2 separate regions of the Gossypium hirsutum genome follow, and region 2 is linked to region 1. The links are chromatin contacts, called in public Hi-C maps. All regions are on one chromosome and are shown on one strand. Each heading gives the region's core, a stretch centred on a gene start, on an enhancer-like site or on the middle of the called end of the contact. The rest is flanking DNA. Distances are from core to core; before and after follow the strand shown.

Region 1 (3,775 bases), core at 752-3,251:
TTTGTTAGAAAAATCCTCATCTCGAGAAAATGATATGACATATCCAATGCGTTAGGACACCACACATCGAATTCTCGAGAATGAGCTTTTTATTTATGTTTTTTTAATTAAAGAGCGTTTTCGACCATTTAGATTCAACGAAGAAAATCGATACCCAATACGTTAGGGCTCAATCCTCTTGAATCTAAACATGAAATTTTACTTATTCAAAAGTCATAATTTAAAAGAATATTTTACTATTTAAGTTAAACGAGAAATCGATACCCCGTAAGTTAGGGTACAGTTTTCTCGAATTGCCAAAACGCAAAATATGGCCTTGTTTTCGAAATTTTATTCTTGAATAGTTGCGAGTATAACACTTAAAGGCATACATTTATTTTGTTTGGGGATAAAATAAAGTGGATTATATCAAACATGCAATGACATGAAATAAAATATAGTAGCATGCACGGAACAACAATATACGAATACAATATTTATGCAAGTGGATGCCAATGATATGTAAGCGAATAAGCGAACTAAAGTGCACACAATAGCAATAGTCTCACAATATTCATCATCCAAATACAATCATTGATAAATAAAGACCCATTAATTAGACAACAATTTGGGGTAAATAATAAGGATTTAAAATGAATAATGCAAGATATTCAAAATTAACGATGCACAATTTAACATAACTAGAACATATAATAGATTACAATAAACACTTTCAAACAATTTAAACAAACGTTGCACAAGACAATTTAAAGGAAATGATCTGAAATCTAAAGAAATAACACATGTAAAACATTTAATAAAATAGCGTAGAAAGCAATTTAAATAGGTAATATATGAAATAACTTAACGTAGATAATATCAAACATTTTAATATGAATAATAAAATGAAATGAAATAAATAAAATATAAATTGATAAAAAGGGAATCATAAATATAAAAATTTAAATGAAGTAAAATTTATAAAAGCGTTAAATTAAAATCTGAATAAAATTCGGGGGTTTAAAATTGCAAAGAGAGGTGAACGCCGCCTCCGTTTTTTCCCTTTCTCTGCCATTTCAAATCTAAGGCCTCTTCCCATTCGACTCCGATTCGTGCCGAGGAGAAGAAGGCTTCATCGACGCACCCACGAAGGTAAGGGTCTCCTTCCTCCTCTCCCTTCGTTTCTGTTTTGCAAACAATAAATAAAAAGAAAAGAAAGGAAAGAAAAAAAAAGAATCGACAAAAGATAAAAAAAACGAGAAGAAAAAAAAGTAACTCTTCTCCAACGCCGCTCAGCAAACCAACGCTTGGAGGCCCCAATCCCTCGCCCGACTCCGATTGCGACGGAGTGAACGACGTCTCGGCTACCAGGTGAATTTCTCTTCCTCCTCTCTCTTTGCCTTTTGTTTCATACTATTAACGAACCACAGTAAAGAAGAAGAACGAAGGAAAATAAAAAGAAAACAGAAACCAGCGAAAGTGGGATTCAAAATCACCTTTTTTTTCTATTCTGAATGCGTGGTCCTTTACAATATTCGAATGGCCCTTTTTTATGGCCAGCATTACAAAGAAAATAAAAAAAAGAAAATAAAAAGAAAAATCCTCTCCCCATCCCCTCTGTTGCCCCTTTTCTCTGTTTTGTTGCTTATTTCTTTTGTCATTTGTAGGTACATGATCGTACAGAGGCACGTGTGAGGAGCGGCTCGAAGGTGTGGTCGCACACGCACGAGAGGAGAGTGTGCTGGCTGTGCAGTCATGCAGCGCCCAGGGTTTTCTAGTGTTTCCTGCTTCTGATTTTTGTTTTGGGCTGCGTTATGCCTTGGGTCCGGGTTAAGTGTTAGGCTAACTGGATTGAGGAAATTGGGATAGGCTAGTGGGTTAAAAACAATTTGGGCCTAGGTATATGGACTATTTCTGGACTGTTATTAATTTTTATTTTGTTTATATTTTGATTTGGTTTACGGGCCGGGCAAATGGGCCTATTACAACTATCACTTCAGAATATTATAATGAACCAGAGCATGGACTTCGTACAGTGGCTTACCTGGGTGTTTGAACAGCTCACCCCTTGTCAAGGTCGCCTTTTCTGCTACGCACTTTGGGCCATATGGGGAGATCGAAACAGAAGAATACACGAGGAAAAAGTCAGTAACGGAAAAGAAATTGCAAACTTCATCAGTAACTACATTACTGAGCTTACTGGTTTCGAAAAAAGAAAATCGGTAATAATAACAGAAAACAAAAGATGGAGGCACCCACATTGTGAGTTCATCAAGATTAACTTCGACAGTGCATACAATGAGAGTCAAAACCGTTCAGCTTCAGGTATTATGGCCAGAGATGCGGAAGGAAAAGTTCTTTTATCCTGTTCAGAGATCCACAATGACATTACCTCTGCATTTGCTGCTGAAGCAATAGCGTGTTGGAAAGCAGTTCAAATAGGAGTCGAAAATGGATGGCAGTCAATCATCTTTGAAGGAGATTCCTTCGCAATAATAAAGAAATGCAACATAAAGGGTCAAGATCGATCACTGGTAGGGGCATATATTTATGATATCCAACAGAAAATAAGTGGCTCCAATAATATCAGATTCCAACATACACCAAGAACTGCAAATAATCTTGCACATATTCTTGCAACAGAAACTCTAAGAAGGAAAAAGGAGATATACCTGGAAATGGAGGTCCCTGACTATGCCGAAGAGCAAAAAAGGTACGATTGGGTATGTGAACCAGATTAGGAAAGCTTTAGGAGATGAAGAATGGAAGAGAGAAAGTTTCAAAACAAAAAAAGAAAATGAAATGTTTCAGAAGGAAAGTTTTGAAAAATGAAATCGTCAACTGGGCAATGAAATGATAGAAAGAGGAGAAGACAGATTTCATCAAATTCTGATTGGGCAATGGTTCGGCGCATTAAGTGTCGTTTCTAGAGTATTCTTTAATAATATCTAGATATTTGTTTAACTTTGGCCATCTGAAATCTTGGGCCGTTTTTCTTAGGATAATAGGTATATGTTTTTATTTTGTACAGATGTTTTATCTTATTAATAAAAGCCCCATCTAAAATAATTAAAAAAAAAACAGTGGCTTAGAAATAGTATATAATGTAAAATTATGATATTGGGTTGGGCTTGGCTTTTTGAGTTGAGGCGGAAGGTGATGGGACCAACACGCAGGGGATGAGAACAGGACATGGTGTTCAGGCAAGCAAGGCCGAACTGGCCGAGGACATGCCCTTTATTTCATTCATACGCTTTATCCCTTTTCTTATCCAAATCCCGCTCCTCCCAGACTTCACTCCCCTCTCACAGCAACACTCATAGCACTATCCACACTTGCTTTCTTTGCGTTGCCTTCCAGTACATCCCCATTTTAAAGCCTTGGAAAGCAGGTATGACGTATTGTTTCTTCTGTTTAATAATAAATGAATGATAAACATGGGTATGTTTTTGATGATATTTGTTTAAATTGAAAGGCAGACAGACAGCATTAAGGAATCTCGAATCTCAACTGGGTATGGAAATTACTGCAACGGCTATGACTATGACTGTCACTACGGGATTACAGTTTGCTGGTTCTCTCAATCATAAACAGACTTCTTTTTTAGGAGTTCCCTTGAGGCTGTCAATGTCAAACCCTCAGCCATCTTTACCCTCTGTCTTCCTCAATGTTCAAGCCAAAGCTCGCACCCGAACGGAAGATCGTGAGGCCCGCCATTCTCGCATTAGGAAGAAGGTTGCTACTATTTCTTTTTAAGCATTATATTTTATTTGTTTAAAGCGAATCCTATTTCTTA
Region 2 (3,775 bases), core at 370-2,869, 150 kb before region 1:
ACTACCTAATTTTATTGATTTACTGCTGTTTTCCCATACGAAATCAATTTTGGCATCAAAACCTAATTAGATCCTAGGGCACGCATTAGAAGTTAGAGGAAGAGGAAATCAGGGTCAACTTGCCACATGCAATTTATGCTTAGCTTTTCTCGTCACTAAAATATAGCTAATAAAAGAGACTAAAAGCCAACAGGGTGAAGCACACCTTATATGCCCTTTGCCTTTCTAGGGCACAAAAGACTATCACTTAACTGATAGCAACACTAGACTAGGCATGAGGCACTTCAATCAAAGAAGGCCACATCAATGAAAGAACCTCGAATACGTGCAACAAAATTATTGCTTTCAATGAATAAACTCTAAAATAAAAAGTGATCAAAAGTCGAAGGCAGTAGCAGCACAAAAAATGGGAAACATGGACAGCAGCAAAATTAAATCAAAATGCTTTGCAAGGTATCCGGGTATATGAATAGATGAAAACATTGACACTTAAAAGGTAGCAGAAAACAAAGAATAAGAAGCTTCAATTCTAGAATTCGGGCTTAGCAAATGAATGTGACATAAAGTAGAGGTAAGTTTATTTCCCTATAATAGTAAATATATATATGTGAAGTAAATAAATATGGCAATGGAGCTGCTGATTTAAATATGAGCTAACCGAGAGAGAACTCACCAGAGAAGAGACTTGTTGTCAAGTTCTTGTTTAGGTACATCACGGCTACGCATGGTAACCAAGTCCAAAAAGATGGCTTTGTTTTCACAACAGATGACAAGAAAATGTCGTCCTTTAGTTGATGGAGCAGGAGAGGCAAAAGTCGAAGTAAGATGATTGACAGCAGTGGGAGCTTCGGCGGCCGCAGAACGATTACGCCAAAGTTGCCAAAACCGCACGTCATCATCGAAAAAGCTCACTTGCTTAACACTATTAACAATTCATCGAAAGAAAAAGGTCCAGATTTCAGATTTTACTGTTAAATTGTATTTGAAGAAAGTTAAACGAAAAAAGAGAGCTCTACTAGATAATAATCACCTCCCTCCGCGGATGGCCTCTGTAGGTTTCCCTTTGGGCTCTGCAAATTTGTCAAGTCAAATGAAATCAACTCCAAAACAAGTGAGGATGAATATTAGATATAGAAATAGATTACGAACCAGATTCGCCCTCAGCAAGCTTCTCCAATTTGACACCAACAAGACGTCTCTGATCGATCCCACCGGCCTTGAGCTCGTAAATGACCTGGCGATGTTCCCAGTTCCAAACGGAGACGTGGTCGGAGGCATCCGCAGTTACCAACCATGGATGCGTGGGATGCACCGCTAACTTCACAATCTTATCATTGGTGCCTCGAAATGCCCTCAGCCGCAGCATTTCCCCCCGATCTGATCTGATCTGATCTGGTTATAAACAACTATTATACAGTTCACTAGCAAGGGCAACCGAAAAATCTGGAATCACTATTCCAATTTCGAGTTTCATCCAGAATTTCAGATCCACCCACTCTCAGCTGAGTCTGTCCTGGCTGGTTTTCGATTTGCAACTCCCTCCCTCAAGGTATTTCCCTTCTTTGTTTTTTCTACTTTATTTTTCTTTTTAAACCCCAAAAACATGCTAGCAACTGAATAGAATAATCAAATTCGAACTATCATTTCTAAAATAATTTAATACCTCTTTTGACCCCTGTGCTAAAGTAAAAATTTCACTTTGGTATCTATGTTATTTTTATCAGTTTGGCCCCTATACTCTATTTTGATTATCAAAATGGCCCCTAAACTTTTATTATGTATACCCGTTACCCATCTATATATTTTCTGTTAAAAAATTAAATCAACCAATTGCCACATTAAATAAAAGTAAAAAAATTTAAATTTTAAAAATATAAAAAAACTTAAATAAAATCATAAAAAAACCAAAATAATTATTTTAAAAAATTAAAAAAATTCTAATCTATTTTTTGAAAATTATAAAAAAAATATTTTATAATTATAAGTATGCCAAACTTTAAAAAACAATAAAAAGTTTCATAATTTTTATAAAAATTCATTTATTTGGAATTCTAGGCTTTTTGAAAAATCTTGAAATTTTTAAATAATTTTACGATATTTTAAAAAAAAATTAGGGATTTTTATATTTTTATGAATTTTTTTATATTTTTAAGGAATTTTAAGTATTACATAAAATTACTATAAAAATCTTTTAAAAGGGATTAGTTATCACTCAATAAAAGAATACCTAAGTTTTTTTTTTGTTTATATGTCAAAAAGGTCCTTAACAAATGTGAAAAATCAATTAAACAACAGTATTAAATTCGTACCCAATTAATTTCTTGCTATTAACAAAAAAATCAATTAAGTCCCTTCGTTAATGGTTTCCGTTGTTGACCATGTTACTTGTTAAAATAAATTGACAAACCAATTAAATGATGACACATGGCAACTTTTAGTTTAATCTATATTTTCCCATAAAATGATTAAAAATAGAAAAATTATAAAATATTATATAATTTTTAAAAAATAAAAATACTAAAATTGATACAAACTTATAAAAACTTGTAAATATTATAAAAATAAAATTCTAATAAATTATGAAAAACTTTATAAAATTAATACAAATATTTAAAATTTTATAAAACATATAAAAATTCTTAAAAACTTATAAAAATCATAAAAATATATATAAAAAAATTAAAACATTAAAATTTATATAAACTTATAAAATATTAAAAACATAAAAACTTGAATTGGATTAGATCAATCGGTCGGACCGATTAAATCCAAGTCGGCAAAGTTACCGATGTTCAGAGAAAGCCATTAGACCAATTGACCTAGGAATCAGGCGATTAAACTGATTTTTAATTTTATATTTTTTTATTTTTAATGTTTTATTTAATTGAACTAAATGGATCAGTCGAATTGGCAAACCGATGACTTGACCAGTTATGAAAATCTTGGTCAAAATATTTCATATTAACATATGCTAATAGTTGGATAATAAAATTTTGATTTGATAGTATGTAATTGTATCAAAAATATTTTATATCATACAATACTTAGTAAATAATTTCCATTTTTTCAAGGTCCAAACTACTTTACTTAAAAATTTTGAGATGATAAAATTTTTAAAAAATAATACTAACTTATCAATAAATAAAATGGAAAAGATCTCACAATTATCATTTTATTTGTGGAATTTCGAAAACATTTTATTCAACATGAAAATGACCCTAACGATCTTATGATTATTCTCATTATCCAATGATTGGTCTAATGCCATGCGCTCATTATGATTTTAGAGGTTTAAATAGTTTTTTTATAATTTTTAATTGTTAATATTTTTTATAAATTTATTAGAATTTTTTATATTTTTATAATTTTTACTAATTTTATACGTTTTTATAAAATTTAAATATTTTATTAATTTTATAAATGATTTAATAAATTATTAGATTTTTATATTTTTTATATTTTTTATATTTTATATTTTTTATGATTTTTTTATAATTTTTATAAGTGTATATCAATTTTAACATTTTTATATTTAATTATTTTTATGATTTTTAATAACTTTTATATTTTAATGATTTTGTTATAAGTTTTTAAGAATTTGTATATGTTTTTTATAAAATTTTAAATGTTTTAAATATGTTTCATTAATTTTTAAATTTATTACAATTTATTAAATCTTTTATATTTTTTATAGTATTTATAAGGTTTTTATATTATTTTCTAATATTTTTTATATTTTTATAAGATTATATCAATTTTAATTTTTTTAATATTT

The links. A called contact is a pair of places that touch in the nucleus more often than the background predicts.
Region 2: a contact with region 1 is called in a Hi-C map of leaf, with 1.8 times the contacts expected there. The contact joins the promoter of LOC107897862 here to the promoter of LOC121220304 in region 1. A contact is called at or near these places in 4 of 34 Hi-C or Micro-C datasets (leaf and seedling).

What each region holds. Positions count from the first base shown.
Region 1 is chrD08:16,438,508-16,442,282 of Gossypium_hirsutum_v2.1, reverse strand. LOC121220304 reads left to right here and starts at 2,001. Exons shown (of 1, transcript XM_041099980.1): 1 at 2,001-2,720. The coding sequence starts at 2,001. The coding sequence ends at 2,720. LOC107897860 (50S ribosomal protein L18, chloroplastic) reads left to right here and starts at 2,306. Exons shown (of 4, transcript XM_016823443.2): 1 at 2,306-3,370; 2 at 3,455-3,714. The coding sequence starts at 3,172.
Region 2 is chrD08:16,591,864-16,595,638 of Gossypium_hirsutum_v2.1, reverse strand. It overlaps LOC107897862, which reads right to left and starts at 1,619. Exons shown (of 20, transcript XM_016823445.2): 1 at 1,150-1,619; 2 at 1,031-1,070; 3 at 674-922. The coding sequence starts at 1,366.